Regions from separate parts of the Gossypium hirsutum genome. Here region 2 is linked to region 1. Evidence: chromatin contacts called from public Hi-C data. All regions are on one chromosome and are shown on one strand. Each heading gives the region's core, a stretch centred on a gene start, on an enhancer-like site or on the middle of the called end of the contact. The rest is flanking DNA. Distances are from core to core; before and after follow the strand shown.

What was found. Hi-C and Micro-C count contacts between places; a contact is called where the count stands out from the background.
Region 2: a contact with region 1 is called in a Hi-C map of leaf, with 1.8 times the contacts expected there. The contact joins the enhancer-like site here to the promoter of LOC107959731 in region 1. A contact is called at or near these places in 8 of 34 Hi-C or Micro-C datasets (anther, cotyledon, fibers and 2 more).

The regions. Positions count from the first base shown.
Region 1 is chrD04:5,862,167-5,867,988 of Gossypium_hirsutum_v2.1, reverse strand. It overlaps LOC107959731 (WRKY transcription factor 71), which reads left to right and starts at 2,226. Exons shown (of 3, transcript XM_016895861.2): 1 at 2,226-2,810; 2 at 3,160-3,300; 3 at 3,444-4,037. The coding sequence starts at 2,356. The coding sequence ends at 3,795.
Region 2 is chrD04:5,903,161-5,908,982 of Gossypium_hirsutum_v2.1, reverse strand. No RefSeq gene overlaps it. Among protein-coding and RNA genes, the nearest start is that of LOC107959730, 16 kb to the left of the region's middle. Within about 2 kb of position 2,227, at least 5 of the 9 cell types and tissues checked have an H3K27ac peak or open chromatin away from gene starts, as enhancers often do. A contact at or near this core is called in cotyledon and leaf, where this site is marked.

The DNA.
Region 1 (5,822 bases), core at 977-3,476:
TTGAACATCAATTGGATTTGAGATTAGTCGTGTGTCATGAGTTAGCCCCAATCTTAACAAGTTCAAGATTCGTTCACTTGTTAAAGAGAAGAGTCGTTCATTTCACTACATACTAGTTCAAATACACAAGATACTAGTACTTAAGTTGCTAATTTTGTTGTCGCTCTTCTCATGTTTTACATTTTCTCATGTTTACAAAAATTTACAATCTTTTGCATTAGTAGGGGAATGTTGATAATGCAAAGTGGGCAATCTCACATTGTTTGAGGAAAGGCTTCTAAGAGGGTTTAAATATAGTTTTACTTTTTACCCTCATTGAGTAACTGGGGGTTAAAGGCCTTACACACACACGCCACCAGCGTTCGACCCAGTTCGTGTTCGTGTACACGTTAACACGTGTCACACATACCGCGTACGTTTCTTTTTGAATAAATTTTTTGTTCATTTTATCATAAATATTTTTTATTTTCAGAATATTTTTTCAATTGTAGACAATCTTCTAGCTGTTGCAGAATATTTTTTGTTAAGGAAAATCCTCTACTATTTTTGAAAACTGACACTGCTATTTTACCATTTTGCCTCTTCAGAAAACAATATAAATAGTAGGCCAATCTTCTCATTTTTCACAACAAGCAAACAACAATATCTTTTCTGTTTTTCTTAGCTCGCCTGTTTCCTATTTAGAAAACTTTTCCGATCAAATTTTTGACCAAGCTTTCAACTTTAGTTTCCAGTCTACTTTTTCGAATACTTTTGAGAAAAGCAATACCAATTGTGTTCCACCTTCTTTATTCGGGTGTACAACTATTGAAGTATCGTGTTAACCTTGAAGGCGACGTCCACTATACGATTACATCGATCATGATGGATTTACTTCTAAGGCAGTAGTTCTTCTAAAGCATAGTGATTATTTTATTTATTTACTCAGTTTATTTATCCTGCCAGTGCTAACTATTTCATTTTGCAGTAGTATATTTCCAACGGTGATTGTACGAATGGTCATTGGTTTGGATAAGAATTGTAATATCTAGGAAGTGGATAATTTTATTGGTCATGATTCTACTGATGGTAAGGATTATAAGGATCATAATTATCATAAGGTTGCCTGTTATGATTCCCTTGTTCATATCGATTACTTTGACCAGCTTGATATCCTTACTCGTAACCTTGTTTCTTTTGAGTTGTTTAATGTTGGAAATGCTAGTTATATTTGTTTTTTTTTTTTATCTTCAAGAGATTTTCATTGGGATTAGTCATGTTTGGTCAATACTCACCGCACCAATTGTTGATACAATATGGTTTAGTGGTTGGAAATGGTTCACACAATTGTGTCAAGAGTTTTTGAAGGTGGTTTTTGATGAATCAGAGAATAAGGGTGGAGTTTATAGGTAGTTTAGCAGGGTAACAACATGGGAAGTATCTTGTAGTTCCTTGGTCGATAATAGATACTTATAGGTTCATGTGTCTTACGGAAAGTAGGTTGCTGTGCAATGGTGGGCCTTTTACTCATGTGCTTGGAGGCTATGGGAAATCTTGTCTTCATAAATTATCTTAGGTGAATTTTGATGTGACTTGATGAGGTCCATAAACATACAAGAAACAAATGTATGTACCTACGTAAGGCAAGATATTCTTTGTAAGTCAAGTCCTTACTCTTTATTGATCAAAATGATTGACATGACGAAATCTTCCAAACGAAGTAAAAATTCGTGACAAGCCCCCAAGATTTCCTATTCCTTTTTGTCCTTATTTTTTTGGATGATATGCACGTATGTAAAATTAACTAAAAAAATCGGATGAGTTACAAATATGTACATATTACTAGTAATAGCATAAAAAAGTTTTGTTTTTTTAAATCATGTTATATATTTTTAGAATATATTAAAAAGGTTATAATAAAAAACACTAAAAAATTAAGACAGATATATTAAAATTGATGTTTAATTGTATACGTTTTGAAGATATGTGGACTATTTGTACTCGATGGGTTGATAATTTTGACAAAAGTGTTCTCAACATGTATAATTCAATTATTTGGTTTGAACCTATAATCATCCATGAAAAAGATGGGTGAAATTTAGATTTTTGAATTGGAAACTTAAATAATAGTGGGAAATAGCCAAACCTACCCATTCCTTTACAACTCTCTCTCCATCATAATCAACAACACAAAATAATATTAGTAAATAAATAAATAATCCAACACCACACACTCTTATAAAAATAAAAACAAAGTTTCTCAATCAAAACCCCACTTTTCTCTCCTTCTCTCACTTTTAAACCCTTTCATATTTCCATTGTAGTTTTACCCTTTTGCTTCTTCTTCCTCATCTTCTTTCTTTCATCTATGTTTATATGTCTTCAAATGAAAAGAACGATCCACAACACAACTATGATCCTTTCCAAGGATTCAACCGATCCACCACCTTCCCATTCTTTGACGACAACAGCCCTTGCATTTACAACCAATCTGCAGCCGCTCCACCACCGGCCTTTGATCCTTCATATATGACCTTCACTGACTGCTTAAATGGCTCCAACGTCATCGACTACAACTCCTTCTCGAGAGCCTTCGACATGTCTTGTTCTTCATCTGATGTTGTCAGTCCCATGGATGACAATACGGCTACTGACAACTCCAAGAAAATCCCCACTTGTGCAGATAACAATAATAATATTTCTGAAAACCCATCAACCCCCAATTCCTCAGTGTCTTCTTCCTCTAACGAAGATGAAGATTCCAGCAAAGCCAAGAAAGATAAACAGCCAAAAGGGTGTGAAGACCATGGAGATGACAAGTCAAAGAAAGTGTAGGTTTTTATTTTTTCTGGGCTTTTTAGGCAACTTTATTTTCTCATTATTATCTAGTTTGGGGATTATTAATAGCGTTCATACTAGCTAGCTAGCATTTCTGATTTTGGATTTCTACGTTACTGATAAAATTTTCTCAGTAAATTGATTACGCGTTTCTTACTGACTTATAAAAGCCTTTGAAATGACTAATCTACATGGTATTTGTTTTTGGTAACTTTTTTTCTTCTTATTTTTCCTTTATTCTTTGTTCTGTATTTTTTTTCTCAAGCTACCAAAACCCTAATATATGATGATGATAGGACACAATTTGTATTGATTTTTAAAAAGGGTTAATATTGGGTGCAGGAACAAAGCAACAAAAAAGGAGAAACGGCAAAAAGAGCCCAGGTTTGCATTCCTCACAAAGAGTGAGATTGATCATCTTGAAGATGGCTATAGATGGAGGAAGTACGGACAAAAGGCTGTCAAGAACAGCCCTTATCCAAGGTCCATCCTTCTTTCTAATCCCTATGAATGTTTTTGTTTAGAAATGGATACCATTGATAAATGACAATCAAATTAATCCATCTCTCTCTTAACCCTAATTGCAAACATTGTCATTATCTTAAAACGTTTGTGAAACTTTGCAGAAGTTATTACAGATGCACAAGCCCAAAATGTGGTGTCAAGAAGCGAGTTGAGAGATCATTTGAGGACCCATCGGTGGTGATCACAACATATGAAGGAAAGCATAACCATCCCATTCCGGCAACTCTTCGAGGCCATGCTGCAGGGATGTTTTCCCCTCCGATCATGTCGGGGTCGATGGGTCCGACCTTCCCTCATGAATTCCTAACCCATTTCCTTCCATCATCGAGCAATAATCCAGCAGCACACGCCAACTCCATGCACCATCAAACCCAGCAGCAGCAGCTTCAAGTTCCTGATTATGGCTTATTACAAGACTTAGTTTCTTCCTTCACCCGTAGTCAGGCGCCATGAATGAACATTATAGTGATCTTTATACATATATCTAGCTGGAGTTGCTGTATTAATGGAGGGTTAATCCAAGTATGAAGTTAGGGGTCGGGCACTCCACTTCTTTTTGTTGTGCAAATTGCTACTCCTCTGATGCTTATTACCACTCTAGAGATGAAATTGTTGTAGTATTGGAGAGAAGAACATTGATTCTTCCTTAATTTGTCTCTTTTTGTATTATAAAATTTTCATAGTTAGCCTTTAAATTTAAATTCCATATAAACTCATGTGATTATCTGGTGGTTAAAAGTGTTTATCGTACTAGGTGTGACTTTGATTTGAGTCGTACTAATCGCGTTTCGATTTTACCTTTTGTAATTCACTAAAATATATAAAAGAATTTTGGTATTTAAAAATAAATGCTTTCATTTTTATAAGTTATTATTACTTATTTAAATGTCTTTTGTGATTTCTAATTTGTTGAGAGTTACACTTCATTATATTTTATTTGAATTAACTGTATTTTAAATATTATTTTTATTTTATAATCTTTTAAATACTCTAAGTTGTATTTTTAGTTATCTATAAACTCTAAATTGTTGAAACAACAATGATGATATAAACTAAAACTAGTCACCTGGTTTTCTTTTTGGAGTTAATTGAATGATTAATTAGGTGGATGTAAATAATCTAATTTTTTTAGGATTTATATTTGATGTATTATAGTATATAATTTTATGTATTGTTAATGAATTAAATTATGACACATCATCAGATTTTATTTGCCAATAAAATCTTAGCTGGATGATAAAGTTGGAACCTTAAATATTTCAAGATTTCAATTTTCAGTTTCTGGGTGTTAATTAATTAATTAGAGTAATCAAATCAATGCTCATAATTATTTATTTTATTGCAATTGTTGTAACTTCAAGATGATATGATGGTCTTATGAACATATAAAATTTTACAGCTCCATAGTGTTTTTTTTTTCTTTTCACGAAAGTCTTTGTATTAAAAATCGGGATGTATTTTATCTTATTTATTTAATTTGAATATTCATAAATTAACAGTTATGGAAGATTATTTATGCAACTTGAATAGCCTTAATTAATTTAGTGGTATTGATTCTTATATTATAATAATTAAGGCATACAATACTTACTTCTTTGGAGTGAGTAAAACTCGATTCGATTTTAAAAAATTGAAAAAAGAATTTTGAATTTCGACTTAATCGAATCGAGCTATTCGAGTCAACTCAAATAAATAATTCGAGTTTCAAGTTTGAGTCAAGTTGAATTTATAATTCAAATAACTCGAATAATAGATTGGTGTAAACACCCTTTTGGTCTCTGCCAATTTTGAAAATGGCCACATTGGTCTCTCTCTCAACAAATAAAAAATAAAAAATAATTCAAAATAATTTTCAAAAATTCAAAATAATTTTTGAAATTCCAAAATTTATATTTTAAAAAAAATTCTAAATAATATATAAAGAAAGTTAAAATTTTTAAAATTTTCTAAAATAATAATTTTGGAATCTAAATAATTAATTAACGATTCAAGTTTATCATACTAAAATATCTTATTTTTTTATTGTTTTACTTTTAAAAAGTTTTCAAATATATATAGTTTCAAACTTATGTGCTATAACATGGAAGCAGTTATATTATAATAAGATTTTAATTTGACATATTTAATTTTTTTTAATTTAACTCGAACAATTTCACTTGATTTAACTCGACTCAATTTGAAAAAGTTTCAAATCGAGTTAGAATGATAAAATATGACTCGTCAATTCGATTAACTCGAAATTCTTTCATTCGATTCTATCGAACGCTCACCTTAATAACTCCATTTTAAAGATAACTAAGGCTTTATGTTTAGTTTAGCATAAGTATGCTTAAATAATGAATGTATCTATGTATAGCACGCCTAATTCTTTTTATGTCAATTGTCTTTATAGGCTACATTTATAAACCTAGCTATAACAATATAATTTTAAATATGTTAAATTGTGTATTATATATAAACATATATACATGATAATGAAA
Region 2 (5,822 bases), core at 978-3,477, 41 kb before region 1:
TAAGGTATCCAACTATTTTCTCCACTAGCATTAATAATCCCTATTTTATCTACTTCAAAAATTCTAACATGTGCAAGTTCCAAAATGACATTGTTCTCATCTCAGGGGTGTTAAATATGTTACATGCAATCTGTTTCTACTAGCACATTGGGCCACCGCCAGGGCACCTGAGACTTATGATTTTATGCTAAAATGAGGCTTTTTAAGGGTTCTTTTAAGGTCTTTTCACCCCTTATTCTATTTTTAACATACAAATAAACATTACTAAGATCAAACTTAAGTCTAGTTGCATATTGAATATTTTTTTTGTGTGTTTTTCTCTCAACATCACTCTTCTAGCCAAAAAGATTTCAAAGTTTTGATTCCACAAGCTTGTGAGATCTAATTTATTCTTTATTCTTTGGTACTTACATATCTTCTGCTTTAATTACAAATATTCAAGCTTGTTGAATATAGAATCTGTATTGGATAACTTAAAATATTTTCTTTATCAATTAGAATTATTAAATACTTAATTGTTTGATTATTCTAATACATGTGATTTATGTCGGAGTATACAATTTATGCATGTTACATGAATTTTTAATCTAGTCTAAATTAATCTTTCTTGTGAATGTATATCATTGAGTCATCTAACTTTTAAGACTATGATCAACAAAACCCTTCACACTTCATTATAAAGTTTTTTGTTAATATGAAAAATAATCAACGAGACGTACGTAATGATAATGGTTGCTAGGTGTCAATTACAATTTTAACTTTGCATAAACGAGGAAACCAATGCAAAATATAATTCCTACCTAAACTGAGTCAAGCAAACAGCTTAATTTGACCTTTATAATTAGCTCCCATGTCAAACCATAGATAAAGCATGAACTAGTCAACATACTTATTCATTCGGCGACTCACAATATGTAAACTACAATAATCCACAGACCGTCACGGTCTTTTCATTTTCGTGGAGAAGATGAGTGATAATTATTAAAATAAATAAGCTTTGGGTTGAATAGATTCTCCATGATCTCTTTGCCTAAACAACACTTTAGTGGTTGAGAATGGCAATCAAGACTGGTTCAAAGATACATATGAAACCAACATCACACAGAGTTATCAACTTCTTTGTTGGAGAAATTCTCTTTTGTATGCATTTCAATACATTTTTGTAAAAAGCCACCGATCTGTTTCGAGTTAGATTTGAATTTATATTTTTTTAATATCGAATCAGCCCGGCTTGATACCTTTTATAGTTTATGAATAATAAAAATAATTTTATATTAAATTTAAATAAAAAAATTATTTTAAAATAGTAAAAGTAAGCCTTTTAGGTGTGCATGGACACAAGCCTTGCTCGATTTGAATTTTTTTTTTAATATATGTTTCTTAAATTAGGTTTTGATATATAAACTTGATTAAAAATAAATATAAAGAGAATCCCATGTGATGGCCTGATGGTTAAGGGTTTTCACTGTCTCAGGTGTGACCTAAATTCGAGTTGCGCTAGTCGTATTAGTTGTTCAGGCTTTACCCTGTTATTGTAATTCACCAAAAAATAAAATAAATATGAACAACATTTTATAGTTACGTTTTAATACAGGATTTTTTTTAATTCTTGATACATTTATACTTTTTTTTTTGTAAGAAATATATTCAAATCTCATTTTTTGTTTAGTATGAAACTAATTACCAGCACCATGTTTAATTTGCTAAAAAAAGGCCACAAAAATTCAAGTCTATGTTTCAATTATCATGTGAAACATGGTCCAAGCTTGGATTTTTCCCAAGGGAAAGCGTGTTACACTCAAAAACTCATTTAAATTTTTCGAATTTAATTTTGTAAGGTGTAAAGATTAAAATTTTTGTCAAATATTTGTCGGTTGAGTCTTAGTTTAATTGACATTAACAATATTTTTAGTGCAGAAGACTGTGAGTTTGAGTACGTTGAAGTGTATTATCTTCCTATTTAAAAATTATACTTTGTTAATAAAAGAACCATATATTATAAAAACCTATAATGAGATTAATGTTTAAAAAAATAATTTTATCATATTTCTATTCAATAAAGTATGGTCCAAATTTGATTTAAATAGTATTAATAAAAAATATTTTTAAATATTTTAGTAATACTTAAACAATGAAATGAATCAACAGGCAGTGTCAATCTAAAACACGCCTAGTACAGCAATCTGTGTCGTGTCATGGACAGCTCTGATCAGCAGCCACACCACTCCAAATGATGATACCTACTCATAAATTGGGTAAAAAGTTATCTCAACTAACTAGTGGACAAAAACGAAGACAAGGCCGAGCCCCATAATTTAGTATAATTTCTTGCAAAACCCTTGACTTATTTTAAAATTAATATTTATTACTTTAAGTATTTTATTTGTTTGGTTTAATATTATATTCACCAGTTTATGTAATAATTTATGGAAAAGCAGATAACCTTCAGAATACAAATACAAGAATTGATGCATTTATGCATGGATTATGGTCAAATATGCTCAAGAATATAGCCATGAAGAACAACGGAACAACATCTTCTATCTCTAATATGCACAGACGTAGTTTCTCATGTGCATGAGATGTTTTATGATTGAGGTTATTCAAGTTTCTCCTAAAAGACATCACGTGGAACCCATTAGACGAACATAACTAAATGGAAACGAAGGGCTCCATCTCTTGCTCTTTTTTCCCTCTCTCATTCTGCTAGGGAAATGGTCCTTGCCCTGAAATCGGTTAAATTGTGAATCGGCCGGTGTATCAGTAGGTAAAAATTTTAAAAACCGAGATAAAAAAATATTTAAACCGATTTGTGATTTTTAATAACACTACTTTTTGCACCATTTTGTGTCAAAATGACCATCTAGATTTGTTAAAAAGTGAAAGTATGAGCATGGCAATGAAATCATCCTGTTCTTTAATTATGTTGGGGTTCATAAGGTTTTTCTTTTCACCCATTTATGGTGGTACAATAATTTTTCAACACAAATAATAGAGAATCATGTTGTTTTTCTTGAAATTTGTAATCTCTTCACTTTTGGAATTTCTGTTTTGGGTTGAATTCAAGGTTGAGTTTTAACAGATTGACCATCAACGATTTACACTGTTACATCTATTTCTTGTATTTTCTACTTCATTTTCAATTTGAATATACTTAATTATAGCTCAATCACATAGATTTTTCTTATGTTTCATAAGTTCCTTCAGGAGTTTATCTTTGACTTAGTATACGCCATTAAAATCAAATGATGATATATTATTTAAATATTTTACAATACACTTTTATTTTATAAAATGTGTACACAAAATTATATGTTGTTAATATTTAGTGCACAAATAATATATAATTTTATGCACTATTAATTAAATAGTGAGGTATTGTCTAAAATCTTCTCTGTATTAGAAGTTAGATTGCATTTTGGTTTATTTATTCAAAAAATAAGTAAATTAGTCCTTGTACGTTATATCCTAGAACAAATTGCCCCTTTTAGTTAAATATTTTTACCCCTTTGTATTGTTAAAAACTGATGTGACTTATAAAATAATCAGATAGTGACATATGACGTGCCATGTGTACTACATGTTAACATACAAGGACTAATTTTTAATAATAGAAATAGATAATTTGATCAAAATGCAACCCAATTCTTAGTCCAGAAACTTTCATAGTAACTAAGTTCATCATATATATCATACACAATATCATTTAAGTTCATTGATTTGATCAATGATTCATCCACTTTATGGTGAATGAATTTGTAAAAAAAAAAAACTATTGCTAGCCAGGTACCTATTTTGAATTGCATGCCATAACAAAACAGCAGTAGAATCTTTGTGAAAACACACATTAAACAATGAGTTGTAGTGGCGAATCCATTTCTTTTGCCCTCAATATAGAAACTTCACCATTTTCATATGCATTTTCCAAAACATAGAGTTGACACCATGTAAGCAGCCTTTACAACAGTTGCTTGGGAAAAGATCTTCATGTGCATCTATCTATATGCACAACATAACAAATATTTATATTCCTCGGATTTTATGCTTTCTTTTTTCTTTTGCCTAATACAACAAACTTATTTTCTTCACTTACAGCCTTTATATAAGACTTCAACGTGCTTGAAGATTAGAGAAGCTCTTCCACGAGGAACTCCAAAAGGACATGAAAAACATGGAAAAATAAACCTTTATATAAATATATTAAGAATGCTCCTACCCAATGCCTTACACAACACATCATTAAAATTTTCAAAATTCTCACCTATGAAAAAGACAGAGCCTCAACAATAACAATTTTAATTAGTCAAAATATATTTAGACAGTAAAAATATTATTATGGGGTCCTTATTCTAAGAGACTGATTGCATTTTGCTTTATCTATTAAAAAATAAGTAAATTAATACTTGTACGTTAGATCGAAGAGCAAATCGGTCATTTTGTTAAAAAATCCATCCATTTCTATTATTAATGATTGGTTTTGTATGTTAGCATGATGTACACACAACATCCATGTGTCATTGTTTGATTGTTCTGTTAGTTACATCAATTTTTAACGGTAGAAATGGATGAAATTTTTAATAAAAAATATTAATTTACTTTTGATCTAAGGTATAATGATTAATTTGTTCAATTTTTTTAGTAAAAGAGGCAATATTCTAATACACCTATCTGGACATATAAAACTCAAATCTAAAATTTTAAAATTCCTCAAACTTTATTTTTACTATTAAATCAGTATATTATTTCCCCTTCTTGAAGAATTACAGCTTTGAATAGCCTGTTCTTAATTAGTTTGGTGAGGGCAATCTCTTTGAACCACAAGGTGCTTGATGTACTGATATGTTGATCATTCATCATTGAGTGACCAGCCCCAACTCATGATTAGTTATTTCACATCATCCCATCCAAATCAACTTCTTTTCAGACTTTTTCATGTATTTATGGTTGAGTAATTTTATCTCATGTACTGTTTATGACATAATTCTATTATTCTTAAGACTGACATTCTGAACGGACTTTAGACATGTTGGACACATGTTTCACTCCGGGTTGTTTGTCAAACCTCACAGTCTCCATTCTATGAGCTCCTTGAGTACATGCGAACTGAGACCGCGACCTTCCCTTGGTTCGTGCAAACTCTTCTTGCGAGTTAAATCCGCAAGCTCCCCTCTAATCATCTGGTGGGACTTATCTGAGTCGCGAATAGGCGACCTAGATCCTACCTAAAATTCGAGCTAATCATTACTAATATATGTAAAAGAACACCTTATCTCTAAAGTTTGACATTAAGTCATATCATAATACCTTTTCATATTCTTTTAAGTTTAGTCTGGCTAGCAAAAAGATGAAAAAAAAATTAATAATTCAATAATTAAGATTTGTACATTGTTAAAATTTTCAATTTTTTTCCTTTTTATAGAGAAACCCACAATTTTGGTCTTGGGAAAAAACATCTTACAAGTCTAGTTTAAAATTTATTAAATATATCACTCTTTAAAACTAAATGCATAGTCCAATTAAATTAAGTTTTATTCCATTCCATTGGGGGAAGACAAAGAAAGTGATATTAATGGAGTTTTAGCACTATAATTACAAAAATATGTATGGTCAAGACTTGACTCTTGTAGAAGAAGAGGATGTTCATTTCCACGCTTAAATAATTCCAATGGATTTAACATAATATTCCTTGATAAGACAAAAACACCAATCAGGTCATTGGGCCTTGCTTGCAATTTTATTTTACTCCTATTACATTCTCTTTTCAACACTTTTGGCTCTTTTTTTTTTTTTGTTAATTTTAGATTTCACGTCTCTACCTCTCT